7 separate regions of the Mus musculus genome follow, and regions 1, 2, 3, 4, 6 and 7 are each linked to region 5. A link is a contact called in public Hi-C, HiCAR-type, HiChIP or PLAC-seq and promoter capture Hi-C data. All regions are on one chromosome and are shown on one strand. The core of a region is the stretch at or near the end of the contact, and the rest is flanking DNA. Distances in the headings are between cores, read along the strand shown.

Region 1 (3,672 bases), core at 661-3,160, 880 kb after region 5:
AATTTCACCAGCTCATTGCCTGGTGACTGACTAGACGCTGTGACCGAAACCAAGGCTTTCCCTGTGTCCCAGCAACCTAGTGGCACATTCACCGCTGCTTTTGCAAGCCGTGAAATGCACAGTCCGGCGAGGCACGTGATACTCTCCTTTGTCATGGAACAAAGGCTGATCCGAGTTTTTAGCCCTCACTGAAAGGAGGGTTTGCCAGGGCTTGCTAGAGCTTCCGATTACAAGCAAGAGAGAGGGCGACGTGGCACCCAGCAAAGAATCTAGCCACACGTACTTTCGGCGGCCCCTTGATAAGCCCTCCCACATCAGCACCTTTTGTTCTACAGGCGTAAGGTCATTAACCAAATATTGACTGAAGAAATGTGCAAATTGTGTCCAAAGTAGATTAGCCACACCTGATCCAGTCAATTATACTTACTGGGTGCCTACTGTGTGTAAGAGAGCTTGTCCTATCGGGAAGTGGCATTCACACAAAAAGGAAAACATTAATATGCTAAGTTGTTTAAAACAGGGAGCCTGTCTTAGGGGTACCGGAAAGTAACCGCTCTTCATTTATACAAAGAGCTTTTAGTACAGCAGGTGACAAAAAAACTAAATAATAATAATAATGATGATGAAAAAGGAGCCCAATGTTCAGTCTGAGTCTAGAGGTCCTCTCTAACACCATCAACAAAATTTTACGTTAATTATTAAATTGGCATTAAACAGTTTTTCTCCACCAATCTCCCTTGATTTGTTTAACCAACACCTCCCTCTCAACATTTCGGGGGGGGGGGGCGCCCTGGGGAGAAGGGAATCTGAGTGAGACCAACCAGTTTCACGATGCCCAGCCCCTCCTAGATGGGGGATCGGGTGAACTGAGAAAGGCCCCGGGGCACAGTCAACCCGCAGCGAGAAGACAATGGGGTATAGTTACCCTGCCTGAGAAGGGGAAGACGAAGCGCGCCTCAAGCTCTTGGGCTGCTCTCCCAGGTGAGCCCGGACCCTGGATCTCTAGGGACCAAAAATCCGGCGCTCCCAACTTTTCAGGGGCAAAAAGCCCTAGGGACATCCCTAAGCGAACCAACCGCAGTGAAAAGCTACAGTCGGATTCTCTGAGTCCCGTCCCAGTCTCTCAGGCTCAGCTCCAGGTCTCATTCTGGGCGCGGCGCCTTCACCCTAACGCAGCTAGAGCAGCGCCACCCATGGCGTTGGGGGGCAAGATCTGTACCCGGGACAAATCTAAGAGAGGAAGCGTCTGTGGACTAGGACAAAGCCTGACGGAGAATCGGGACACTACAGTCCTGCCCTCCGTCTCTATAATGCCCGGGGATTCTAGGTTGGGATGGGGCTCCTAAGGTGGCCAGGGATGGAGGTGTGGGGTCGCACCGCGAGAGTTTGTGCAGTCGGGAGGTCCCTAACTAAGCTTCAAGACCTGTGGGAGATAAAGCCACAACCAGGGCTTCCTGGGTGATCTCCAAACCAGTTTGGACGGTGGAGGATGGGCGTGTGCCACGCTCCCCCGAAGGGGACCGTTCCCTCTCTTTGTGTGGTTCGCAGGGAGCGCGAAGACCTTCCGTGAGAAGGGAAGGGGGCGCTCTCTCGAGGGAATCCACACCACGAGTTCCCCAAGTCAGTTACACAAAATTCTCCCCCTACCCCAGTGCCTGGCCGGAGGCAAAGACTTTGCCCCTCCTACGCGCGCGCGAACACACACACACAAGCCCCAGGACGCGTCTCCAGTGCCCAATCGAGAACAGGGTCTCACCTGCGTGGGTAGGAGCAGTGCCAGAAGCAGCAACCCCAGCCCTAGCCTGGCCACCATCGCTCTGCCCATGTCCGCTCCGTCGGCGCGCGGCGCGACTCTCTAGATGTTCGGTAAGTGGAGATCTGCTAAGCTCGCGCGGGCGCAGGCAAGGTGGGGAGCGCGGCCGGCCGGCGGGACCTTATATACCGGGACAGCCACAATAGCCGTGACGTGCGGCGCCCGCCCACCCGTGCTCTCCTCCTCCCCCGCCGCCTCCCCGCCCCCACCCCCACCCTCCTGTGCGGCTCTCACGGCCCCTCCCCCGCCGCCTGCACCGGCCCGGGGTGACTTGGGATGTCCCGGGGCGGCCAGCGCGGCAGGTGGGCGGGCGCCCCGGGCTCTGGCACAGCTAGGGTTTCCCCGGGCAGGCTGCATGCACAGGCGCAGGCGACTCCCACACGGGACCTGGGGCGAGCACACGAACCACACACGCCGGCCGGCCCAAGTTTCCTTTGTTTCCCCGGCCCTGCCATCTTACCCCCCAACACGAAAAGTCGAAGCCGCGGGCGCCGCGCAGACTGCGCGGAGCTCAGGGCTGGTTTTTGTCAAGTGCCGGCTGCAAGGGGGAACGGGACAGGCTTGGCAGGTCCCCGGGCCGTGGTGCGCGGGGTTGGCGAGGAGGAGACCGGGCGTCGCCACGCACTGTCCCTTGGCGGCTGCACGGCAGGGATCGCCAGGATCCCGGGCCCCAGCCGTGAGTATGCTCGGCTGGGCGGCCGCCCCTGGCTGCTTGCTTTGTGTTTTGAGTTCCTCTAGTGCTGCATCAAGCATCGCGCACCCGGCCATACCCGGGAGCATCCAACCGGACCTAGGCAACAGCCAGCTGCGCTCGGCCACGGGGCGGGACATTGCGAGGGACTGGGTTTCGGTCCCAGTATTCTCCACGTTTCTGGGGACGTGCTTGTTCTGCCTCTGTGGCACAGTACTTGCTCAGCGTTCGAACGCTTTCTTATTCAAGCCATTTCCACCCATAGTTGCCTTTAAGTAATTTGACAAACCGATTCAGAAAGATTAGTCATCCGTCTGTACATTTTAGTGGAATCTTTCTTTCGACCTTCTTTTGTGAAAACTTCAAAGCAAACTTTAAAACAACTTAGTGGTAGAATATTTTCTAATCTTTAATCACAGGGTTTAGGACCTTCCTATTTAAAGTTTAGCCCACGTGTTTTACAGACCTTAAAGCAAAACAAAGCAAACCTAGCAACGGTGGAAATTTGTTTAAATTTCAATTTTTGCAGAACAGCCTCGTAAAAACAAAGTTTTATGGCAGCAAGCTGACAATGGACTCCACAGTCGTTGGTTTGTGGCTGCCTGAGCCTTACCAAGTCAGCCACAACCGCTCAGTAACTTTCCACGTGTGAGGTGTGCTTGGGCGCACAGGAATTTTTGTATAGCGCCAGTGAACTTTCTGTTTAACAGTTAGCACACTGTATAGAAAGGTCGTTCTGTGCCCAGCAACGGCGGCGCTCCTCTCCCAGGGTGGCGCAAGGACTGACTCAATAGCGCCTAACCCCAAGGGCGCCGTCTTCAGAGTTTCTTCAGGACAACAGGCTATGGGGCTACTCCTGGAGTTATTCCTGGCTTCCATTTGGTTTGGGGGTTTTGTTTTGTTTTGTGCCCTAGGCTTGTTTTTTCTGCCCCTCAGTTCTCCATTCTTGCCCCTCCTTCCTCCAACTTGATCTCTCTCCCCTCCCTCTCGGTATTAGTTTAAGGAAATGTGTTGGTGCCGTAGTTAACAACACAGCCTCTGGAGCCAGGTATCGGCCCAAATGCTATGAGACATTCTTTTTTTTTTTTTTTTTTTTTTTTTTTCTTTTTTACTTTGGACAAAAAGCTGGGGCTGCTTCTTCTGTAAAACGCAGGTGATGGTGACACTG
Region 2 (3,882 bases), core at 691-3,190, 610 kb before region 5:
AAAGCTACAATCAAGCCAATATGAAGTCAAGCCTTCTGGTAGAAGAACTCCCGCTGTAGGAAAATGCCACCAAGGTAGGTTATCAAGTCAACATCAGTACTCAGTAAAACCAGAGGCTAGACCTGACTGGTCCTCCTTCACCAAGACTACAGGCTTAGGGGTATCAGGAGACCTTCAGTGAGAAGGAACAGGGCATACTAAATTTTAAACACTCCTTTCACAGATGTGTGTGAACTTTTAGAAAACTTCATAAAATCCCTATTTAACCCTTTCAGGAACTGTTAAGTACTGATAAACTACAAGACTGGTGCAGATTGGAGTAAGGAAAAATTAAGCAAGAGCCAACACTACCTTCACTCAACTACCGGGTCCAAAAAAGAAAAGAAAATCCTAAGACTATATTTATCAAAGCCACAAAATGGTAGTTATACACACACACACACACACACACACACACACAGGTATAATACATATTATTGGTAACATATATACATGTACATATGCTAACCTGAAAACCGAAAAGACACTCAAGACTCAGAGTCGGAACAGTTTCACATCTTTGTACCTGGCCCACGGCAGAGCTCGGCCATCTAGATGACAAGTCAAGGCCTGTCAGCCTTAATAGTCCATGTATAAAAGGGGGCCTCACACATGAACTCACAACAGGTAAGACTTGCCCAATGTCACCCAGGTAGTGAGGGCCACCAACAACAGCATTCAGGTTGTCTGGGAGTTAACCAGTCCCCTTGAAGATGAATTCAATGAGCAAGCAGTTAAACCAACTGAGAACATGGTTCCCAGGGGTCACCCATTAATGCAGCACAGATACTTGGACGTTCACTTGAAAAGGAGAAGGTCTTTAACACTGAGACTTTACCTCCATGTGTGATGTGCTGAGTTCAGAGTACATTTTCTGTCATGAACCAGATCAAAGTAAACAGGAAAAAAAATAGAATGGTATTATACAAAAATATTTTTACTTTGATTCTATTTTAAGTAACCTGAGAAACCAGGTTGTGACTACAGGAATTGGGGTCCTAATGTTTGGATTCAATCCACTTAAGTCCCAAACTACTTTTTACACACACACACACACACACACACACACACACACACACTTCTGAATTTCACTACCTGGGTCTCAAGTTACCTGCAGTTCACCTGCAGCTTAGGTAAACAGTTAACTCCCAGCGGGGAAAACTTTCCTTGCAAAAGGCCACCCCGTCTTAACTTCCTTTCTTAAGCGAACCTGACTGGCCCCAGCACACTGTGGGCCCACTGCTCCTTCCCCAACACTGCCTCCCTTATTTGCATCCCAGCAGCCAACGTCAGGCACCCGATTCGGGACAGCACAGCCTTAAAGCGCAATGAATGAGCTTCAACTCTAAGGACTTGCAAATTCCAAGTTCTCAAAGTTTGCTTTTGTTTTCAAATCTTACATCATTTTTCCCACGCACACACACCAGCATACACTTGGTGCTACCACCATATTTAAGCCAGACTGCTTCTCCTCTTAGAAGCACAGGGGTACGTTCTGGCTGCCCACTGGCCCCAGATGCCCATGCCTGCCCGGGGGGTCTGTCCTTGGGGCCGAGCGGCGTTGACCACGGGCGTGGACACGTGGGCCGAGGCCGCCCGCTAGGTTCAGGCTGGGAGGAGCCCCGCGACCCGGGCGGCTCCGCAAACAAAGGCCGGGGAGCGGCGCGGGGCGAGCGGGGGCTGCGGGAACCGAGCTGCGGGAGGCGCGGGTCGGGGGGCGCGGTGAGAGCGGGGTACTCACGGAGGTCTCGTCGCGGTACACGTCGGGGTACTGGAAGGACAGCATGGCCGGATCCGGGCGCGGGCTGAAGGGGGGAAGTGCGGGCGAGGCTGGGCGCGGACTGCGGCGGAGGGCGGCGTGCGAGCGGGCGAGCGGACAGCCGGCGTGCACGGGCGGACTCACGGTGGGGCAGTGCGCCAAGCAGGAAGACGCTGTCGGCAAGGCCGGGAGCCCCTCCCCGGCGGGCGGGCCCAAGCGGCGACAAGAGGGAGCGGAGTCGCCGCGCGGGCGCCGGAACGGGCGCACAGCTCCCTCTGCAGGAGCACCAGCCGCGCCCGGGCGCACGGAGGAGCACGCTGGCGACGCCGCGCCACGCCGCTCGGCGACCGGCCTCCCGCAGCCCCGCGCTACGCCGCCTCCCCTCCTTCGCGCCCAGGAAGGAAAACTTTGCCTCTTCCCTGACCTAGGCCGGCTTTCCCCAACCCGCCCGTCCGCCTGCCTGCCACCAGCCACTCTGTATATGGAAGAAGAAATGCTTCAAGGTGATCGTGAAGGAAGTACAGCTTCCTCCCTTAACCCTTGATGGACACGGACTGCTCGGCCTCCAGGCTGAAGAGGTTCTTCAGAGGTGTTGCCAAGACAATGGATGATCCCTTGTTGGAGATTTACTGACTGATGGGGAGCGAGGTGAGAGAACTTATGGTAACCTAGGGTCCTTGTCTGACCCTATGGCTCCTCCCTTCTGCTTCGGGTTTTGTATTTTGAGCAACACTGTTCCTGAGTTGTAAAGAGACAAGATACCTCCTGCCTGATCTCAAACCCATCATGAAGACTGACTGACTACACTTCTCTATCCATGGGCCTCCTTTGTAGACCACCCAGAAGAGGCATTGTAGCCCCAATTTTCAATGTGTATAATGTGTCCTTGCCTTCCTACTTGCCATGGGAAAGATAGGGCCATCAGTAAAAGTCTGCATTATAAGAGAATTCTCACTGTTGGTTTCTAACTATTAAGGCTCATGTTGCAGGCTAGCACTACTGAACCCAGTCGCCAGGGGCTGCCAGGAGGTCTAGCTCCTGCCATCTCTGTGTGCAGTGCGTCATAAAGATAATCCCAAGGACACTTGACTCAGAGAATCCCCAGATAAGCGTTGATGCCTCCTTAAATGTTGATTTGAAAACTGTTATTGTCCCAGTTTTACAGTTGAGATAAACTGGAACTTTGTTTTGCTCAGTTTCACAAATAGTAGGGGTGGAGAAGAAAAGAGAGCCAGGATTCAGTCCCTGAAGGCTAACATTTCATTTCTACCTGTCCGACGTCTTCCCCCTCAGAAGGCACATAGAGATGCAGTTTGTTTGTAGTTTACAAGGGCATCCTTTTTAGCAAGAGAAACTTGAGTTTGACTACTTATGCTAGAAAGACTGACAAGTGTAGCAGCAGCTCATTATTATTATTATCATTATTATCATTGTCCCTGTTGCTGTGATTAAAAAAAAAAAAAAAAACTCTGACTAAGAAAACAAACACAGGGAGGAAAGGATTTGTTTTTGCTTACAGGTCAACATAACTCATTTGTTCTACAGCCCAAGTCTACCTGCTCATGGATGGTACTTCCTAGAGGGCTAGGCCTTCCTATATCAAATAGCAATCAAGAAAATGCCCCGCAGACATGCCCAAAGCAGATCTGCTAGCGGCAACTCTTCCATTATTCCTTCTCCCCCAGTGGGTGTGTGGAACTCACAAGCCATGACAATACTCAGGGAGGAATGGAGCCTCTGATACCATTCACTTTCTCTCCTTAGGGTCAACCACGTGTCCAGCTCCTTGGACCTCGACAGCTGAAAACCTGCACTCCCTGGTTGTATACCCTTCATGTTTTCCAGGTTCTAGATCTGTGCTGTCCCTTTAATCCCGTAACAAACTCTATTTAACAGATACAGAAAAATCTCAGCCACCTTAAAGCGCCTAAGTCACCCAACACTAAGACAGAACCAAGGCTCCCTTACTTCAGTTGGTCCTAAAGTCCACCTCCCTGTTATCAATGAAGCATTTGAACTGTTTTAGAAATGGAAGTGTTATCTCCAGAATAAAGACCAGAGTGTCTCTGTTACTGAGGGGGTGG
Region 3 (3,969 bases), core at 816-3,315, 880 kb before region 5:
AGAGAGCACTCCACCACCTAAACACATACCCACCCTAAACAGCTCACAAATAATAACAGTTGACTTAAAGTTGACTTAAATATTGATTTTCTACAAAAAGAAAAAAATAAGAGTCCAACTACCTTCCAAACATCTTAATAAAAATACAAGCTTATCACGATGGGCTGGTTCCAAGAACCCTAAAATGAGTGTGAGTGTCACGCCTGCCTCCTGTTGCCATGGCTACCCAATGTCCTGTGGGAGGCAGGGATAATCCGTACACTCCCAAGACCCTATAGATAATGTCACTGGGGAAGAGCCTAAGGAGATGAGCCTGAAACATAACACATATGTAAAAATCATTTTTCAATCATACTTTCCTGCATTTGATCAGCTTCTATACCACAAGCCAGCCAATGTTGCCTCTCTTTTTAATCTGTGCCTCAATCCCAACCCCAGCCCCAACCCCATCCCTGCCCCTAGGACTAGAGACAGCTTTACTACAGGGTCTTAAAAACTCAGTCGAAACTGGGCAGTGGTGGCACACGCCTTTAATCCCAGCACTTAGGAGGCAGAGGCAGATATATTTCTGAGTTTTGAGGCCAGCCTGGTCTACAGAGAGAGTCAGGGCTACACAGAAAACCCCTAAAAACAAAACAAAACAACAACAACAAAAAAACTCAGTCGGGTTGTGATGTTCAAAAGCAGATTTTTGTACTAAATTAATCGACACAAACACCCCCTCATATTTCGCCTATGCTACCTCCTAATCTGCTATAGTTCACTTTTAGGTTTTAGAAGTGGCATTAAAAGCTTACATTTCTGGTCAAAGGAAATTGGCAAGGAAAACTATTATTTTCCTCAAAACCAGAAAATATTAATAGCTATTAAAATGCATTACATGTGTTTATTTCTACAGTGGTGTACGGGTGCATAAGTCAGAGGACAGCTTGCTGGAGACTCTCCCCTTCCACTTCGCGGGTCCTGGGGATACAACCCAGGTTGCCAGGCGTGCTGGCATGTACCTTCACGGCCTGAGCTCTTTCACCGGCCCTAAATGGCCAGGTTTAAATGCAGGCATATTGTAGAACATACTTTGCTACGCTACACTTATTAAAGATACGCAAATGTTATATGCAGCTGTAGATATATAGTTACATATATTGCTGTGAAATGCTTCTTACCTGTCATAAATCAGTTCAATTTTTTTTCGCTATCCAATGACTTAGTCTAACGGCCTGCTTAATCACTTCTTAATAGGTTTAAGTGGCCTACACTGAACTGCCCTTATACGAATAATGAATGATGATCTAATGAAGAAGGTTAGATTACTGGATGAATTTGTAAACTGTCAAAATCAGAACGTCATCTTTCTCATCAGATCCTCCACGTCTAATTCCCCAAATTACTCACTGTAGTAAAAGCGTGCCCATCTACTGGTTTTCAAATAGGCATCTGCAGGTCTACATACCTGACCGAGGAAGCAAGCTAGCACATTAAACCTTGACCAAATTAGAAAAAAAAAAAAAAAAAAAAAAAAAAAAAAAAAAAAAAAAGAAGAAGATGAATAGCGATGAGCAAAAACCTTTTGAGGAGACGCGCAATTCACTGATATTTTCCCGGACTCTCCGCGCACCTCCGGGCGGCTCGGGGCGACGGTTTTGTGGGATCCGTCTGGCAGCCACCCGTTTCTCTAGGACGCGGGCGGGTGGCGAGGACCCGTGGCTCCCACTGCTCCCCCACCCGGGACCCGCTCGCCCTGCTCTCACAGCAGTGTCAGCGTCCACAGCTCCGCGGCCCCCCGCTGTCCCGCCGAGGGACCGGGGCGCGGGCAGGCGAAGGGCGGCTGCAAGGACGACGCGGGACGCGGGCGCATCGCAAGTTGCTCGGCCGCTCCGTGCCCAACTTTCCCGCGCGATCGCGCGCTCTGGCTCCTTACCTTGCGCGTCCCGGGGCCCGGGGGCGGCGGCGCGCGCAAAGTTTGCGACGGCGGCGGCGGCGGCGAGCGGCGGTGGCTGGACGGGCTCGCGGCGGGTCCCCAGGCAGCGCGGCCCCGGCCCGCTCCCCGTTCGCGGAGGCTTTGACTAAAATAGGCATCCCGGCGGCCGGCTGGGGCGCACGGCGCACGCGCCGCCCGAGGTCGCCCCCGCGGGCGGAGCCCCGCTCCCCGCAGACCCGCTGCCTGGCCCACCGCGTGCGCGCGCCCGCTCCCGCGCTTCCTTGTTTGGGCATGAGTGGGGACACGCGCGGACGCGGGTCGCCCCCCGCTGGAAAGGGCAGGGGAGTGAGGACAGACCCCTCGGAGAGTTGCCCGAGGCTCGGAGGGCGCTGTTGCTCCGAGACACCTGATAGCCCAGCCAGATCCCACCTACAAGCTAGCAGGCTGGATTTCAAAGGAGCGAGGTTAAATGCTTACATTTAGGACCAGAAATTGAGAAAAAATAGGATATGGACATATTCTTCAATCAGTATTTATACTGGACATGGTATACCGGACCAGATAAGAAATGCAAGAAAGTTCACAGTAATGAAAAATCGGTGGGATGAAGTTTATAGGACAAATAGAAAGGTTAAATGGACATCCGATAACCACCAAGTGTCCTCTGTGTGACAGAGAACGCAGTCCTGTGGGATCAAAGATCAAAACAGAACCCCCGCTATGTCAGGATGCGTATAGAGTACCCCCGAGGTGCACATTGGTCCAATCTGCCTAGTAGAGAGCACGCCTGCTATTCCAGAGCCAAGTAGTATAGACCAAGTTGCAATCTGTCTGCTCCAGTTGGCTCTGGGGCATTCCCCACAGGCCCCTGTGTTGATGGCTTGGCTTGGTCCCAGCATTATTGAACCTTTAAAATCTTTAAAGAGGAGTTGGCTCAGTAGTAAAGTGCTTACCAGCGAGAAGCCTGAGTTTTCAGTTCCACAACGCAGGATGCAACAGCCTAAAACCTGTTATCCCAGTGTATCCATGGGGACAGGGGAGAGTCCCTGGGAACTTCAGTGGCAGGGCAGGAAAAGTAAGTCTCAAAGAAGGTGGATGGCAGGAGATCACAGTGGCGGTTTTCCTCTTTCCTCCACCTCAAGAGAGCCTGCTCTCAAATCTCTCCCTCCCCCCATCTCACCTTCATGCCCATGCTCTCCCCACGCGCTCTCCTCTTTCCCCCTCTTCCTCTCTTCATGAGTGTATGTCCCAGGGCATGCAGAGGGACCATCAGTCTTGTCTTGTGAGTCTCGCATTAACCTGAAAGTTCCCGGTTAAGCTAGTCTAGCGGACCAGGGAGCCTCAAGGAACCTGCCTGTCACACCCTCACCAGTTTGGGATTACAAACTGAACCTCCACATCCGACTTTTTAACATGGATTTGGGGGATCAAACTTCTGTCTTCATTCTTGTGCAGCAAGGACTTTACTAACTGAACCATGTCTCCAGCCCCTTAGGGTTGTGTTGAGAGCTGAATTTCATCACACCCGCAAAGGTTTTAGAATGGTGTTAATGCAGATTCTGGGTGTTTTATCGCTAACTATTCAGTCTGTTAATTTCTAGATGTTCTGTCTGCCATTTTGGCTCCCACAATTAAATACATTCGAGGTATGGGTGTGGATCGCTGTAAATAAAAGGTTTCCCTGTGTGGCTGTTTGTTCATTGGGGGATGGCTCATTATATGAGATCTGGAATTAGCCTATATTCTAACCACAGAACAGTGAGTAAATTTTAGAACACTCTTGTTCTAGATTGCTACTAAAATAATTCATAGGACTTGAGAAATGAAGGTTTGGCCATTAAAATGCTTGCTGTACAAGCAAGAGGATTAAAGTTCTGACCCCTTAATCCTGGGAGGATGCCCCCTCTAAGTCCATCATCAAGAAAGCAGAGATAGGGGTTCCCCAGAGCAAGCCATCCAGTAAGACTAGCCGTATGGGAAAGCTCTGGGTTTTACCCTCTAATTTTGAAAGATTTATTTATTATTTTTATTTGTGCATGTGTATATTTTTG
Region 4 (4,244 bases), core at 1,278-3,777, 650 kb before region 5:
AAATACCTTTTGCAGGAAGGACTGTCCAGGAAGGGAAGCTCATTGGCTAACCCTCCAAGGCCCATCTATATATCTCATTAACATGAAGAACTGTGTGTTCTGTGCTGCGAGACCACTGGTCACGTTCTTGTGTGGGGCGTTGTGGTCATGTGTTCCAGGCCAGGAATCTGGTTGGGAGTAGGGAAACTCCTCCCATCCACAGGTGGGTGCCAGGGTTTCTAAACCCACTCAACCAAGTTTCCTGACATGGTCCACTGCCCACACATAGGTATTTAAGAATTACCAGTAAAATAGGGTGTAATAACGTCTATTTAAATTTCTTACCTATTATCTAAGAATGTGTAGTTTGATATTTTTAACACTAACACATTTAACCTCTAGGTCTGCCTGTGGGATACCTGTATTTAGAGTCATGGTTTTAAAGCAGCAAGGGTTAGCAGATGGGTACAGATACCAAGTCCAGGGTCACATTTGCAAATGTCTGCCGAGTGGTGCTTCATACATTCCCTTAGTCAAGTCTACCACAAGATCTCAGAGGGAAAAGGCCTCGACTTCTGGGAATTTCAAGTATGAAAAAGCATAGCCAGAGGTAGTAAAAAAAAGAAAAAATCATGATAAAAAGCTAAAGTAAAGATAAGTGTTATTGTAAGACCTGGTGAGAGCGGCATCAACCTACGCTTATTCTTCTACAGCTCATTTTCATGTAATATCTTTTTGATTACTAGCTTTCACTGATCTATATAAATGTAACCTACACATTTTACCTGCTGGATGCTATACATACAATCTAGGGATTCCACACAACTGAGCCTTCTCCCTACTATTAAATATTTAGATTGTTTCAGTTTCCTTCATACAATAAACGATTCCTTAGGAAAATCTTAAACATATCTGTAAGCTAAAGTACTTCCCAGGTGGGAGACCTAAAACGGAAGTAACCAGTCACTGGATATGTATATACTCAACCTTATTAGACAACTGTAGTGACTTCTGTGATTACCTGGCTGCAGTGTATGAAATTCGGTATCTCTACAGTCGTATGATTGTAAACTTTATGTCAACTTGGCTGAGCCACAGTGTTCAGATATCTGGTTAATCAAGATGCTTCTGTAGTAATGTCTCTTAAATGAGTGGGCGCGCGCACACACGCACACACACACACACACACACACACACACACACACGAATGCATGCAGACACATGAATGCATGCACACGCATGCAGACAGACAGACACACACACACACACACTGTTGACTCTTTTAACTTTATTTATTTTTTTTATTAGATATTTTCTTTATATACATTTCAAATGCTATCCTGAAAGTTCCCTATACCCTCCTTCCACCTTTCTCCCCTACCCACCCACTCCTGCTTCTTGGCCCTGGCATTCCCCTGTACTGGGGCATATAAAGTTTGCAAAACCAAGGGGCCTCTCTTCCCAGTGATGGCTGATTAGGCCATCTTCTGCTACATATGCAGCTAGAGACACAAGCTCTGGGGGTACTGGTTAGTTCATATTGTTGTTCCACCTATAGGTTGCAGACCCCTTCAGCTCCTTGGGTTCTTTCTCTAGGGGCCCTGTGTTCCATCTTATAGATGACTGTGAGCATCCACTTCTGTATTTGCCAGGCACTGGCATAGCCTCACACGAGACAGCTATATCAGGGTCACACTGTTGACTCTTGTTCCGTATAAGAGCCTTGCTACACTTTCTACCTGTGATCCTTTAATTTGGTCATTTCATAGACATATTCTAAGTATCTATATGTACAAACTCATGTTTTATTTATGTATATTAATGATGTGTCAGTAAACTCACAGAAAATGTCACACCAGACGAAGGAGACAATCACACGTAAGCATGGAACTATGCCACATATTACACATCAACAAGTGCCACAAATAATAGGAAGAAATCTTAGCAAAGGGGGCAGGACATGTGGTGAAGGTCTGTAGTTTTAAAAATAGCACTGGGGGAGGCCCCTTAGCACAGCTCACTGGCAATGCCTCAGAGCTGTCATTTCATTTGACATTATCTGTGTGTGTGTGTGTGTGTGTGTGTGTGTGTGTTATCTGGAGGCTCTTGGTATTTTCTTGTTACTTTCACTTATTTGTAAGTAGATTACTACAGACTTGGCCTTAACAGTGTTCTTGGGATTTGCTGTGCTCCTTGGATCTGTGGTTTGTGTATTTTAACAAAAGTACCTTTTTTTTTTTTTTCAGCATTTCCCCTCATTTACATTTTAAAAACACCCTCATCTCTATCTTGGCATGTCAAACAATGAGCTTCACTTGGTCCTGTATAACGTTTTCTAAAAGCCGTTGTAAATTATTTCTATAATTTTTAAAGTCTTTGCTAACTCATTTGCCATTTCTGAATCTATCCGTATGATTAAGGATTTTCCTGGCTCCAGGTCACATTATTGTGCTTCATCGGCCATGTGGTGACTTCTGAATTGGACTCTGTGACTTGGAACGTCGTCAGGACTTTTTCTCTCTAATCTGCCTGTAAAATGTTTTGAATCAATTAATTTTCTGGCAAACCAGTTGGCCCCATTCCCACTTGCTCTCCAGCTTTGCTGGCTCAGGTCTGCAGCCTGACTGCACAAGCTCTCGCTCTCTAGGGACCACTGACTCCCTAGGTGCTGATAAGGCTTTGTGACTTTTGTCATAACGCTGTCACCAAGCCTTGTCAAGCGGTTAGTGGTTTATAGCTCCTGGGTGTTGAGCTCAGCCTGAATTAGGGAGCCCCATTCAATGCGCATGCATCCTGATAGAAGCCACAGAGTGATCCAAAAGCAAATCCCTGTGACTCTTCCCAGGAAGTCGCCACCACCACACACACCTTCAGTCTCTCTGGATCCTCAGTTTGGTGAGAATAAAATGCTCAGTTTCATTCCCAGACCTGTGTGTGTGTGAGTGCGCGCATGTTGCGTGTCTGTGTATATGTGTGTGTATACATATATACATATAATATACATATACATACATACATACATACACACACACACATATATTTTAAAGACAGAATCTCATGAAGCTCAGGCTGGCCTTGAACTCACTATGCCACCACAGATGGCCTTCAGTTCCTTCCTGGTCCTTCTGGCTCCACTTACTGAGTGTTAGGATTACAGGTATGTACAACTACACCTCAAAGTCAATTTCTTTATGACCCTTTTTCACTTCCGACTGATCAGAGTCACACATTTCATTTCTTTTCTGCTTTTACTAAGCTAACAAACTAATGCTCGTCATGTTAGCCCCACCTTTTTAGACAGTCCTATATTAAAAGCATCAGTAATCACAATTATAATTTTATTAGATATTATGCAAAACAGCCTCTTTAACATTAATTAGTTCAGGCTTTTGTTCTCTTGTCCTTTGAAAACAGACAGAAACTGTGCAGCTGCTTCGAGCCAGGCCACATCAATCACAAGTGACAGGCCTTCAGCTGCAGCGCCTCAGTCAATGGAAAAACAGAACAGCAACGTTCGCGCGAGAGCACCAGACCTTGGCGAGCAGCTGCTTCTGGAGTATCCCAGGAGCATCCCAGCACCACCAGACTAACAGCCCCAGCAGGTCACAGTCAGTCTAAGGCAGGGGTCCCAGGGCACACCGCTGTCACAATGACAGTTAAGACAGGTGTCGTCCTCTTGGTGATCATCACAGAGTCGCATAATTTGCCTAACTGGAAACACCTTTGTATTTTCAACGTTCAAGCTGTCAATCTCAAAACTATGTCTACATGATTTTCCTCTGAATGTACAGATTAGAAAAAAATACCTTTCTCCACTAAAAATTAATTAGGAACAATAGTTCCTTAGCTTCTTAGAATACTTTAAGGTTATTTTAAAGATGATTTTTAGAGATCACTGTGAAGACAAACATTCTGCTAATAAGGTCTTTCTGACTCTAACAGATAAGCGGTGGGGTTGGGGGGATCAAGAAGCAAACAAACAAGAGAGTCAGGGTCTGGACTTTGATGGACAGCCTAAGTCCTCCTCTACAAAGTATTACTGTTTTAAGCAGTATGATAGTAGTTATAGTAGCCTCGCTTTCTGAAAGCAATCTGACTAAAAACACTGTGTGGAAAAGAGAAGCAGTAATGCTAGTCTGACCAATTATGAAATATGTAATTCCTAAGTTTCTAGTTTTCATACCCTTTATTTTATAAGATTTTAAGTCTTGCAAACTTCCTTAAAGTCATAGTCACTTTTGTCCTTGATAAAACATTAACACAAG
Region 5 (3,878 bases), core at 665-3,164:
TCTGTGCCCCAAGAGCAAAGTTTTTCATGAAAGGAAAGCAGGGTAAACCGTGTTAACTGCTGTGCAGTGGAGACAGCTAGCAGCAGGCCAGACCCTGAGATGACTACATTGTTTTTCTGTCCATAGTGGTGCTGACTCAGCATCGGTTAATAAACCCTCTGCAGGAGGCTGGATTTCTTTTGTTTAATTATCACTTGGACCTTTCTGAGAACTCTTAAGAATTGTTCATTCGGGTTTTTTTGTTTTGTTTTGGTTTGGTTTTTTTGGGTTTTTTTTTTTTTTTTTTTTTTGGTTTTTGGAGACAGGGTTTCTCTGTATATAGCCCTGGCACAAGAGCAAGCTAACAGCCTGTTTCTTCTTGGTGCTAGCGCCCCCTCTGGCAGAAAATGAAATAACAGGTGGACCTACAACCCCCCCCCCCCCCCCCAGTGTATTCTACTCTTGTCCCCGGTATAAATTTGATTGTTCCGAACTACATAAATTGTAGAAGGATTTTTTAGATGCACATATCATTTTCTGTGATACCTTCCACACACCCCTCCCCCCCAAAAAAATTTTTCTGGGAAAGTTTCTTGAAAGGAAAACAGAAGAACAAGCCTGTCTTTATGATTGAGTTGGGCTTTTGTTTTGCTGTGTTTCATTTCTTCCTGTAAACAAATACTCAAATGTCCACTTCATTGTATGACTAAGTTGGTATCATTAGGTTGGGTCTGGGTGTGTGAATGTGGGTGTGGATCTGGATGTGGGTGGGTGTGTATGCCCCGTGTGTTTAGAATACTAGAAAAGATACCACATCGTAAACTTTTGGGAGAGATGATTTTTAAAAATGGGGGTGGGGGTGAGGGGAACCTGCGATGAGGCAAGCAAGATAAGGGGAAGACTTGAGTTTCTGTGATCTAAAAAGTCGCTGTGATGGGATGCTGGCTATAAATGGGCCCTTAGCAGCATTGTTTCTGTGAATTGGAGGATCCCTGCTGAAGGCAAAAGACCATTGAAGGAAGTACCGCATCTGGTTTGTTTTGTAATGAGAAGCAGGAATGCAAGGTCCACGCTCTTAATAATAAACAAACAGGACATTGTATGCCATCATCACAGGATGTCCTTCCTTCTCCAGAAGACAGACTGGGGCTGAAGGAAAAGCCGGCCAGGCTCAGAACGAGCCCCACTAATTACTGCCTCCAACAGCTTTCCACTCACTGCCCCCAGCCCAACATCCCCTTTTTAACTGGGAAGCATTCCTACTCTCCATTGTACGCACACGCTCGGAAGCCTGGCTGTGGGTTTGGGCATGAGAGGCAGGGACAACAAAACCAGTATATATGATTATAACTTTTTCCTGTTTCCCTATTTCCAAATGGTCGAAAGGAGGAAGTTAGGTCTACCTAAGCTGAATGTATTCAGTTAGCAGGAGAAATGAAATCCTATACGTTTAATACTAGAGGAGAACCGCCTTAGAATATTTATTTCATTGGCAATGACTCCAGGACTACACAGCGAAATTGTATTGCATGTGCTGCCAAAATACTTTAGCTCTTTCCTTCGAAGTACGTCGGATCCTGTAATTGAGACACCGAGTTTAGGTGACTAGGGTTTTCTTTTGAGGAGGAGTCCCCCACCCCGCCCCGCTCTGCCGCGACAGGAAGCTAGCGATCCGGAGGACTTAGAATACAATCGTAGTGTGGGTAAACATGGAGGGCAAGCGCCTGCAAAGGGAAGTAAGAAGATTCCCAGTCCTTGTTGAAATCCATTTGCAAACAGAGGAAGCTGCCGCGGGTCGCAGTCGGTGGGGGGAAGCCCTGAACCCCACGCTGCACGGCTGGGCTGGCCAGGTGCGGCCACGCCCCCATCGCGGCGGCTGGTAGGAGTGAATCAGACCGTCAGTATTGGTAAAGAAGTCTGCGGCAGGGCAGGGAGGGGGAAGAGTAGTCAGTCGCTCGCTCACTCGCTCGCTCGCACAGACACTGCTGCAGTGACACTCGGCCCTCCAGTGTCGCGGAGACGCAAGAGCAGCGCGCAGCACCTGTCCGCCCGGAGCGAGCCCGGCCCGCGGCCGTAGAAAAGGAGGGACCGCCGAGGTGCGCGTCAGTACTGCTCAGCCCGGCAGGGACGCGGGAGGATGTGGACTGGGTGGACATGAGAGAGGCTTATCTCAGATGTTGGATCTTCTCTTGGAAAAACGTGTGGGTACGACCTTGGTAAGGAACCAGATTCTGTCTTTAATACGATTTGAAACCTTTTATCCCTTTTTCTTTCTTCCTTTTTTTTTTAACTTTTCTTTTCTCCCCCCTCCCCCTTTTAAAAAAAAAAAAAGAATGAAGCCTCAGTAGAAACCAGCGCTTCTGTTTTAGTACGCGGAGCACTGTCAAACATTTAGAAGACTTTTTTCCTCCGTATGAATCATTAACCCTTTCAGTTCTAGACATAATTGTCAATTCACTGAAATTTCAGTAGTGGTTCTTGTCCGCTTCGCCACTCGCTGCCTTTACATTACTGTAACTATCCCGGGTTGACTTAGGTTTTCACTTGTATTTAACATCGTTTGTTCCACATGACCTTACATGTTGGAACTAAATAAGAATGAGATAGTTTAAGTTGTACCCGGGACAAGGACAAGTAAGCATCTTTCCCCTTCTCGGAGCGTCCTATCTAGGGACGAATTGTAAAGACCAGCTCCGGAGAGGGACTCCCGCTGTACTGTGTTTACATTTTCACAAGCGCGCGTTCTAACATGGTTATCCTTATTCCTAATTTTTATCTGCGGCGTCTATGTGGGAATACGTTGCAGAGGCTGTTTTATCTTTCTTGCTTTTCCTCTTTGGAAAGGACTTTTTCCGAGGGCAGATAAGAGGAGGATCCCCAAGTCTTCTGTATAACTTTAGTTACAGTAAACTGTGCCACTTCAGTGACTTCTGGGAATTCATGCACTTTCACATTTAAATAGAAAGTGCTATTTGTGGCTGAGGGCTCCTAAAGGAATTCTCTTCAGGGAATTCTATTGACTTTTTTTTTAATATGTTTTGTTTTTAATTTTTCTATCTGGCTCGAGATGCCCACGGATTAAAAAAACAAACAAAACTGCTGGGTGTTTCCCTCTTCCCCAATTTTTCTTTTCCTGTGGTCCATGGGAGCTCGGGAAGGCTGGTACTCAAGGATGCTGGCAGGATGCAACCCCTCTCAGGCTTGCCTGCTGGAGGATGAAAGAGACTGAACGCGCGCGCGCGCGCGGCAGAGGGAGGGGACCTAGTTGTTTTGAAAGTTGCTTCGCTAGGGAGCTGGTGGGAAAGTTCAGTTTTCCCCATTTGGAAAAGGCAGACTGGGTTCCGCTCCTGCACCACACGTGTTTTCCATTTTTAGCTTCATTCAGACGCAGGCAGCGCCCCTGCCTCTTCCTCCCCTTGTTTGTGACACTTCTCTGAGACAGCTTTTCCACAGCTCTGAGGGTCTGGCGGCCATGACCCCGGGCGTCCCGGGACACAGGACGCAGCAGCGCCCACAACACATTTCTGCCTTGAGTGATAAAGCCAAGGATTGTTCAAAGGTAGCTGTTCTTTCTCTCCCGATGAGGTTAACATATACATATACGCTTTTTTTTTTTTTTTCAGCCAAAGGCTGCATTTTAAAACCGTGCTTCTTCAAGGCAGTCTACTTTACACGGCTTTGGACTCTTACTCAACTGTACAAGTACTCCAAGCTTTTAAAGTCTTCAGAGCACCGTGTTAGTCATAGCCTCTAAGAGGGAGGCACAGGAGCGCCGGACAATGGGGATTAAAAGCCTTTCCCTTCTCTTCCAGGCTGCCCCCAAGTCTAGCTCCGGCTCCGTGAAGTTTCAAGGACTGGCAGAGACTGGGATCATGAAAATGGACATGGAGGACGCTGAT
Region 6 (4,197 bases), core at 263-2,762, 830 kb before region 5:
CGAAAGCATTCTCAAGCACAGGCTACACAATGATTCAGCTATTTTGAAAAACTAATTGGATTAATAAGCTTAACTATTGAATGCCTCCTGTTTAACCATAAAGTTTTGACAACAGAGAATGCTTTAGATTTCAGTTTGGCTTAGTATCTCAAACTATTGAAGACCACACACAGATTTTCCAGGACAGAAGAACCTCGGGTTATTTGGAAACTGGAACCAATTAATCCCTTTATTTTTGCAAATGGGGAAACTGAGGTCCATTTTTTTTGTTTGTGTCTATAGCTCTGTTGCTGTTGTTTTCTACCATGAAGGACAACACCTAATTACTGTACTAGCTTAGAATAAATATTTCGTGCAATAGATTTTAGAATTAAAAAATGAGCAGGGAAACAAAATAGTCACAAAAGGCAACAACAACAGGCACCAATAATACTTTTTCCAAGGCTGTCACTAAGTTTAATTGCACTTTTGCAAGCGTGCAAATTGAAACAGAAACATCAGGAGGGTGGGTAATTTTGTTATTTTTGATTCAATTTTCTTTTAAAAGTGGGATTCTAAACCTACTTTCCATTAATTTATTAAATGTTTATCCTTTTAGTATTTTTTTCTTTTTCTTTTTTTCTTTTTCACTTTCCCCAGATGTTACCTGGCTGAAATTTCTCCCCCTCGATCTTTGTACTGCATTTTGACACTGTCTTTGATCCTTTCCTACAATACAGACTCTCAAAACTAAACCGCTAAAACCAATCTTGATGATGAGATGACATGTGGGGTGTATAAATGTCGTTCTTTCTCTGGCAAGGGGATCTCCAAGTACAGAAAGCAGGTCAGAGTCTAGCTGCCCTTTGACCCCAGCACCTACCACACGCCCTAACTGCACAGACCCCAGTTGGGGTCTTAGTCTTGGAAAGGAAAGTGTTACAGGGCATGACTCGCCCATGGTGAAACGCACACCTGCCAGGGCCCCAGGATCTGCTTTTCCTCTCGAAATATTTTCCTTGGGGCACCAGGTGCCTAGGGCGCCGCGAAGGTTCTGGAGCACTGGTCTGGCAGCTTCGTTGGGGGGAGGACCGCTCGCTCTCCCGCGATCCCTAGGGGAGCTGCAAGCCACGCGGCGCGCACCGGGCTCCAGGGCGCGCACAGAGGGGACGCGCAACGGGGGTCTGAGCCTTTCCCCGTTCCCGGTCCGGGCAGCCCTGCGAAGTTGCTGGGCTGCCACTCCCGCGCGGCTCTCAGCTTACCTTCCCGGCCTTCACGACGCTCCCGATGGAGCCCGTAGAACTTTCCAGCCGAGTGAGCAGTGGCAGGCGGCTCTGGTGACTCGAAAACCCACGGTCCGAACCGCTCTCGCCCCGCTGCCCGCCCGCACCCGCCGGGATCCCGGACGCGTCCTCCCGCGCCCGCTCAAGCAGGGCGCAGCCGATCAGAGCCGCTCCCAGCGGCGGGGACGGGCTCGGGCGCGCGCTCCGAGGCAGGCGGGCAGCCAGCGGGTGCCAGCAGGGTGCGGAACTCGCGAGGCTCTAAGTTGGTAAAGACTCATGGTAACCAGTCTTCGGCCCAGACCCTGGGCTACCCTTGGTGGAGAGTGATGGAGGTGAGCACCAGCACGGGAAGCAACTATCTGCCTTCTCACCCGGCCACAGACAAGAAAAATCACCAGAGAGGTGTGGGATATATATGTGTACTGGGCAGAAAAGGGGCAGTGTTTATTTGTGAGTAAATAGGTTGGTTAAAGGGGGAAAAAAAAGATAAAGGACATAGATCATAAAAGACAAAACACAAATGCCACATAAGTTCAAATAATAGGAAAAAGGGGGGGAGGGGCAATTTAAAGCAAGTGTCACATGCATTTTTGCCTCTATGAGGTTTTTATTTTCTTCAGTAGACCAAACTACGTGGTAACTGTGAATAAATACGGGCATGACCTTTCCAAGTCGTGTTTGAGGAGGTTTTTACTGTAGATACTAGCGGGAGTATAGCCCGAGGCATCTGAAAGAGTCTAGAACAGGGAGAGTTTGTAGAACACTGAATATGAGCCACAGACTGAACCAGGCCATGCGAAGGTGGCACATGGGGTGGGGGTGAGGAAGAGAAGAAGAGAAGACAGAGAAGACGTAGATAAAGATCGCGGAGAGCTAAAAGCCAAGAGAAGGAACGACCAAAATGTCAGGATCCTGTAGGAACACGCAGCTGGGCGAAGGAAAGCAGGGGTAAAGAAGTTTAGGGTGGAGGGTGGGGTGAGAAGAGCTGAGACTAGCCAGGATGCTAGCAGGTACTTGCAAGGTGGAGACAGTGCTTTGATATGCTAATAGCACCGCAGTTAACTCTGAGTTTCCTTTGGACCTGACCAAAGGAGGAAAAATGAGACACACAACTTAAAGATTTCAGTGCCATCCTTTTTGCTGATTTTCATTTTATATAACCATTCTGGTAGAGATGACTCCAAGAAGGACATTTTTTTTTCTCGTGTTTTTTATTTGTTTTATTAGGTAATTTATTTTATTAGTTAGTTAATTTGTTTATTTGTTTGTTTGTTTGATTGATTTAGTAGTTACTTTGTTTGTTTGTTTGTTTGCTTGCTTTCTTGTTTTGAGACTGGGTCCCTCCACACAGCCCTGGCTGTTCTGAAACTCACTATATGGTTTAGACTGGCCACAAACTCAAAGGGATCCACCTGCCTCTGCCTCTCTGCCTCTGCCTCTCTGCCTCTGCCTCTGCCTCTGCCTCTGCCTCTGCCTCTGCCTCTGCCTCTGCCTCTGCCTCTGCCTCTGCCTCTGCCTCTGCCTCTGCCTCTGCCTCTGCCTCTGCCTCTGCCTCTGCCTCTGCCTCTGCCTCTGCCTCTGCCTCTGCCTCTGCCTCTGCCTCTGCCTCTGCCTCTGCCTCTGCCTCTGCCTCTGCCTCTGCCTCTGCCTCCCCAGTGCTGGGATTCAAGGAGTGTACATCACACTCAGCTCATTTTTCTAGTTTTAAAAACATGTATTATCACTGTTTATGTGTCTGCTGTGCAGAGGGGACTGGAGGACAGAGGACAACTTTGTGTAAGAGGTTCCTCTTATTCCACCTTTTCATGGGTTCTGCGGATCCAACGTGGATCATCAAGCTTGGCCATCTGGGCCAATCTGGGCCATCTTTTTGGTCCCCATGACAAACATTATTTATTGAGTAATCGGAATCCGTTTTAAGCCTCAGAACGACCACGAAACCAAGACTAGAGATGACAAGAACAAAGGCCAAGCATCCCAGTTTCTGTACCATGGACGGCTGGAAACCATTTGACTTCCCGGCCTTTGTTCCCACTCACCACTTTGGAATTTGCTCCAGTGTTCAAATTTATCTGGAGAAAAGAAAGAAGGCTAGAGAAGTAAGAAAGCCATGAAAGTTTATGTCAGATGCATTCTGGATTTGTGCTCGATTGTATGAGCGTCCTGTGTTTGAAATTGCTGGGATTATATTCATAATGTTAAGTTTGAAAGCTTAGAAGCAATAAAGTTATGCTGTGTGACAGATTCTGGTGGCTACTATGTTCTATGTTTCTTCTGGAGTGCAGGTGGGACCTGCTGTTAGAATAAGCGGCACAATCCTGGAGGTCCACCACGCTGCCGGACTCCCGTAGGAAGTTTTATTGGTAGAGGAGCCTCCAAGGGGATGAGAGGGAAAAAGAGAAAAGGGGGCTGTGGCTTGGAGTACAGGTCTTTTGTTTGTTTGTTTGTTTGTTTGTTTTTCAAGACAGGGTTTCTCTGTGTAGTCCTGGCTGTTCTGGAACTCACTCTGTAGACCAGGCTGGCCTTGATCTCAGAAATCTGCCTGCCTCTGCCTCCCAAGTGCTGGGTGCACCAAGAGTACAGGTCTTTTACCTGGACCGTGACGCATGCGCAAAAGGATGTACAGTGGGTGTCATGGCAATGGACACAGGAGTGGTGCTATTGTCTAGAGATGATGTGTCTTGTCTCTTGGTCCAGGAGCTGTCTGTCTGTCCAGGAGTTTCTGGCTGTCCAAGGATGTACTGCATGATAACACCTGTGGCTTGCTTCTAAACAGTGGCAGAGCTGACTCACAGATGCCACTACTGTGACCACAATCTGTCATAAAAGGCTCCCTTTAGCCATCAGACTTTCTGTAGAGACCATCCTTTCTGGCTTGGTGAAGAAAATGGCCATGACATCCTGTGGTGAGCAGGCGTGGTAGGCTCTAAGAGTC
Region 7 (3,983 bases), core at 1,321-3,820, 560 kb before region 5:
CAGGTCCTTGAGTTTTGCAACCAGCATTCCTACCTACTAAGCCATCTTCTAAGCCCTGAAATTGTTGTTGTTTTTTTTTTTTTAAACAGGAAAAGGGACTATAAAAATAATTTCAAGGGTGGACATTGACTTCAAGTGGTTCTGTCTGACTTCCTGTCTGTCTATCTATTATCTATCTAGATACTCTCACTACGTAGGCCCTGGTTGACCTGAAACTTAATATGTGAATTAGGATGGCCTTGAACTCACAGAACTTGATTTACTTCAACCTTCTATGTACTGGCATTAAAGAAGGGAACCACAATACCCAGGTGTATATGGATAATTTAAATATAGGAAACAGAATTAGACTATTCAGCGTCAATATGCCTTAGTGTCTTTGTAATTTTCAAATATGCAGGTGAGTATTTAATAAGACCATGGAGATTAAGAGGTTCATCTTAAGCTGTTCTAACACTAGAGAAATGGCAGCAGGCAGGGCTACATTATATCTAGGCAGGTTCTGTACTCTCAGCTGAAATCCACCATTGGATTTACACGTAGTAGTCAATCATGATCATATAGTGACTCATAAATATTGTCATCCTTTCAAATTATTTATTATTCAAGAAAATAAGCAGAAAGAAAAAAATTCTCTTCTCTTCACTTTTCTTGCTAATACAGAGCCTCTATATACTCTAGGGTGTCCTTGAACTTAGCAAGTTCCAGGGGACCCTGGAACTCACAATTCTATCACCTTAGATTCCTGAGGGCTGGAATTATAGGCATATATTACAATAGCAACTGAAAATTCAATTAACTTTTCTTCTCTTTTTTTAAACAAATCATTTAAATTTTGTCTCATAAAATATATTTTGATCACATTCTTTCCCATCCCCCAACTCCTTCCAGATTTTTTGTCTTTCTCTACCCACCTAACTTCAGGTTCTTTATTTCTTTCTGTCTCTCTCAAAATAAAACAAAACAAAATAAAACCCAAAAAGAAGAGGAAGAAGAAGGAGAAGAAGAAGAAGGAGGAGGAGAAGGAGAAGGAGAAGAAGGAGAAGAAAATTAAAACAAACTAGCTAAAACACCCCAAAACCAAGAAGATAAAAACAAAACAAAAAGCATGCAAAAAACATGGAGTCTGTTTTGTGTTGACAACTACTCCAGGACTTGGGGCCTGCCCTGCAGTGTGGTCAGAATAGGCCAACTCTGATTGCATTGGAGAAAATTGATTTTCCTTTCCCAGCAGCTATCAGGTGCAAATAGCAATGTGATAAGGGGGACTCATGTCTTCTTCCCCTTCTCTATGTTGGGATTTTGTCTGCTTTGAACTTTGTTCAGGTCTTGTACAGACCGACACCGTCTCTGTGAGTTCATATGTGTAGCAGCCTTGTTGTGTGTGGAAGATGCCATTCCTTGGAGCCAGCCACTATCACTGTCTCTGAGAATCTTTCTGCTTCCTCTCCCACATAGGTCCTTGAGTCTTGAGAGAAGGGGTTTGTTAAAGACATTTCATTTAGAGCTGATTACTCTAAAGTCTCTCAATTTCTGCACACTGTCCAGCTGTGGGTCTCTAGTTAGTCACTATTCACAGGAAGGTGAAACTTCTCCATGAGGGTGAGGTGACACATTGATCTATGAGTGTAGCAATATATCCATATTAAATCATCCAGACAGTTTATTGCTATGTTTATTGCAGAAGTTGCCTTTAGCAGTAGGTTTCCCACTAGGGCCTATGACCTATCTATTTTAGACTTTTGGCCACTTTAGCAGTGTATTCTTTAGTGTGGATTCTGTTTCATGCAATGCGTCTTAAACCCAATCAAAAAGTGGCTTGTTACTCCTTTAACATCTGTGCCATAGCACATCTGTATTGCCTGCAGAAGACCACCATTGTAGGTCACAGGGTTTGTAGTTAAGTGGTATCGAGGACAAATTTTTCTCCTCTGGTATTATGCAAAGTACCTTCTAGCACCATGGATACCAGTCGGCAGGGGCAAAGCTTTTAGCTAGGCACCAGCTTAAGTTCTCCCTGCTTGATGACATGAGTAAGTGTATCTTCAGCAATAGGGCATTACTGTCAGATTATAAAGAGTGATGTAACTTTGGCAGTGGTAAAATTTTATTTTTAAACCAAGAAATTTCTGTCTGTGTTACCTCTGTTTACTTCCCATTTTTCAATAAAACATGAATTTAGAAAAATTAAGTCTTTTTAAAAAATTCCATGCATATTTTTTTTATCCCTTATAAAATAATTTAGTTTGTAATGCTGTGTAGGATCATTCCTAGGAGTCTGTGTTTTAGACAATTGATTACTGTCCCAGGTTGAGAGTTGAAAATAGGACTACCCTTATGTGGTTTTAAGCAGAAGGAAGTATAATTCTTCAAAATTCCTGGAAGGACTGCAGGCCGCCATTGACGGAGAGAGCACAGCTAGTTTGTTCTAACACCAGCTCTAACACCCACCCTCTCCTCAGCAGCTTCATGTGTTAAACCGAAAGCAAAGAAAGGCCAAAGCTATGCGTAATCTTTACAGATGCTACAGGCAAAGGGAGATGGTATGAGATGGCCGCGTGCCGCTTTGAACAAGGGCTCATGTGTGAGAACACAGCTGTGATGTGGTTGATCTGGAGGCTGACAAAGGTACCTCGTGTTCTAGGTCAGGAAAGCGGCAACCCTGAGTCGCTTTCTTCCCTTGTGAAACTTATTATCAAGAGATACCAACTTGCTGCCAAGTCAGGGTGTAAGTTTAGGAATGATGCAAACAATCTGAAAGACAGAGACAAAACAAAAATATTTGCTGCTTTGCCAGAGAAACAATGAAATATTTAGCTGTTGTGTGTCTTTTATGCTCCGGAAGCTTCCGAATTGGCAATCTTTGTAACTCTTAGAGTAAAACCGAGGAAAGAGGCTAGGAGAGGCTCATCCTGCTTAGTACCTTCTGGGTTGTTCTAGAGGAGAGATCATCTCATGTATGCAGCCTCGCATAAACCGAAACTGAAAGGCCAAAGGGAATAAAGCTCAGCCTCTTACGCTTTAGGCGGCACTAATGAACATCTTGATATTTATATGTCTTCTAATACTTTAATAACAAGCTATATAGACTCATGTCTCTTCACCACTCCACCCTCACGAGCCCCGCCTCTGCATACTTTCCATCTATATAGACAAAGGTAAACAGTCGGTTTGGGTTAGAAGATGTTATTTGGGAGCCATTCTTATAAGATTCAGGTGGAAGCAGGCAGGGACAAAGAGAGAAGCCTTCCCGCGATGCCATCCCTGGGAGCTCAGCCACACCCTCTCACTGGGAGCACGGACTTTCACTGTGGCAGGAGGTGTTTGTTTCTGGGTCACAGCTCTGTATTGACACTGCTTTTTGTTTTGTTTTGCTTTCTTCTTCTTTCTGAATGACTCAGATGTTGGTCTGTTGCTCTGGGTTAATGGCAGGAACAAATCATAGGGCCCACTGTTGCTAGGCTGGAAGGAGTGGACGTGACAGCTGGCACTCACTGGAGGAAGTTAACATCTGGACGCTGGAAGGCCTAAATCTGGTGACTCAGCCACCCTGCTTTCAGATACTTGTATGCGATGTGCCCATAAACATCTGACACTTCCTGGAGCGGTAATAAAGTTCATGACAAAGATTTTGGTGTCAGTAGTCTCTCTGCTAGGATATTAGCCATAGTGGTGATCAATTCTGAGAATGGATGGACTGTTATTAATTGCTTACAACTTAACACATGCCAGGCTCAGCCCTACCAGTTCATATAGCATAATACTGTGAAAGGTATATTGGCAGGTTTCCCCTCTTTTATTCAAAATAGTCGTTTCTCATATGAAATCAAAGTTTGCTTTGTAATTGGCCAATACCCAATTTAAAATTAATTCAAACTGAGTCCAGTTAGACAGAAGGGGATTCCAGGAGTGTTCACAGAACAAGTGTTATTAGAAGAAATCACAAAAAGGCAAAAACCAAACTTTAGCAAGCACTGAACCTT

Evidence for each region. Promoter capture Hi-C pulls out the DNA fragments that hold promoters and counts their contacts. Hi-C and Micro-C count contacts between places; a contact is called where the count stands out from the background. HiCAR-type assays count read pairs that join an accessible place to other places. HiChIP or PLAC-seq counts read pairs in DNA pulled down with a chosen protein or histone mark.
Region 1: an H3K27ac HiChIP or PLAC-seq map of T-cell acute lymphoblastic leukemia shows a contact between it and region 5, with 2.7 times the contacts expected there. The contact joins the promoter of Cd24a here to the promoter of Prdm1 in region 5.
Region 2: a contact with region 5 is called in a Hi-C map of B cells, with 32 read pairs. The contact joins the promoter of Prep here to the promoter of Prdm1 in region 5. A contact is called at or near these places in 10 of 484 Hi-C or Micro-C datasets (B cells, CD4 T cells, bone marrow-derived macrophages and 5 more), 22 of 115 datasets of contacts at active chromatin or transcription factors (the 230-238 cell line, SST interneurons, bone marrow-derived macrophages and 11 more) and 4 of 9 other capture datasets (adipose tissue, embryonic stem cells, liver and 1 more).
Region 3: a HiCAR-type map of astrocytes shows a contact between it and region 5, with 2.7 times the contacts expected there. The contact joins the promoter of Bves here to the promoter of Prdm1 in region 5. A contact is called at or near these places in 3 of 39 promoter capture datasets (the HPC-7 cell line, hippocampal neurons and stem cell-derived epiblast-like cells), 2 of 115 datasets of contacts at active chromatin or transcription factors (astrocytes and embryonic stem cells) and 1 of 9 other capture datasets (embryonic stem cells).
Region 4: a contact with region 5 is called in an H3K27ac HiChIP or PLAC-seq map of hepatocytes, with 5 times the contacts expected there. The contact joins the enhancer-like site here to the promoter of Prdm1 in region 5. A contact is called at or near these places in 8 of 115 datasets of contacts at active chromatin or transcription factors (the 230-238 cell line, astrocytes, embryonic stem cells and 3 more) and 1 of 9 other capture datasets (embryonic stem cells).
Region 6: a contact with region 5 is called in a promoter capture Hi-C map of embryonic stem cells, with 2.8 times the contacts expected there. The contact joins the promoter of Popdc3 here to the promoter of Prdm1 in region 5. A contact is called at or near these places in 1 of 39 promoter capture datasets (embryonic stem cells) and 1 of 115 datasets of contacts at active chromatin or transcription factors (stem cell-derived neural progenitor cells).
Region 7: a Hi-C map of the 63-12 cell line shows a contact between it and region 5, with 2.9 times the contacts expected there. The contact joins the enhancer-like site here to the promoter of Prdm1 in region 5. A contact is called at or near these places in 1 of 39 promoter capture datasets (macrophages), 12 of 484 Hi-C or Micro-C datasets (the 63-12 cell line, the AML12 cell line, CD8 T cells and 8 more), 20 of 115 datasets of contacts at active chromatin or transcription factors (the 230-238 cell line, CD8 T cells, the SCID.adh cell line and 16 more) and 2 of 9 other capture datasets (adipose tissue and embryonic stem cells).

What each region holds. Positions count from the first base shown.
Region 1 is chr10:43,577,407-43,581,078 of GRCm38.p6, reverse strand. It overlaps Cd24a (CD24a antigen), which reads right to left and starts at 1,910. Exons shown (of 2, transcript NM_009846.2): 1 at 1,757-1,910. The coding sequence starts at 1,825.
Region 2 is chr10:45,065,274-45,069,155 of GRCm38.p6, reverse strand. Prep (prolyl endopeptidase) reads right to left here and starts at 1,940. Exons shown (of 15, transcript NM_011156.3): 1 at 1,781-1,940. The coding sequence starts at 1,825. It also overlaps 2310075K07Rik.
Region 3 is chr10:45,333,831-45,337,799 of GRCm38.p6, reverse strand. It overlaps Bves (blood vessel epicardial substance), which reads right to left and starts at 2,065. Exons shown (of 8, transcript NM_024285.3): 1 at 1,919-2,065.
Region 4 is chr10:45,102,659-45,106,902 of GRCm38.p6, reverse strand. All of the region lies in intron 6 of Prep (prolyl endopeptidase), which reads right to left. Among named protein-coding and RNA genes, the nearest start is that of Prep, 38 kb to the right of the region's middle. Within about 2 kb of position 2,527, at least 55 of the 459 cell types and tissues checked have an H3K27ac peak or open chromatin away from gene starts, as enhancers often do. A contact at or near this core is called in the 230-238 cell line, hepatocytes and thymic regulatory T cells, where this site is marked.
Region 5 is chr10:44,456,784-44,460,661 of GRCm38.p6, reverse strand. Prdm1 (PR domain containing 1, with ZNF domain) reads left to right here and starts at 1,914. Exons shown (of 7, transcript NM_007548.4): 1 at 1,914-2,195; 2 at 3,792-3,878. The coding sequence starts at 2,154.
Region 6 is chr10:45,286,620-45,290,816 of GRCm38.p6, reverse strand. It overlaps Popdc3 (popeye domain containing 3), which reads right to left and starts at 1,512. Exons shown (of 4, transcript NM_024286.1): 1 at 1,242-1,512. Gm15934 (predicted gene 15934) reads left to right here and starts at 1,401. Exons shown (of 2, transcript NR_155869.1): 1 at 1,401-1,594; 2 at 3,184-3,506.
Region 7 is chr10:45,019,083-45,023,065 of GRCm38.p6, reverse strand. No RefSeq gene overlaps it. Among named protein-coding and RNA genes, the nearest start is that of Gm40639, 3.2 kb to the left of the region's middle. Within about 2 kb of position 2,570, at least 68 of the 459 cell types and tissues checked have an H3K27ac peak or open chromatin away from gene starts, as enhancers often do. A contact at or near this core is called in the 63-12 cell line, CD8 T cells, the SCID.adh cell line and 8 more, where this site is marked.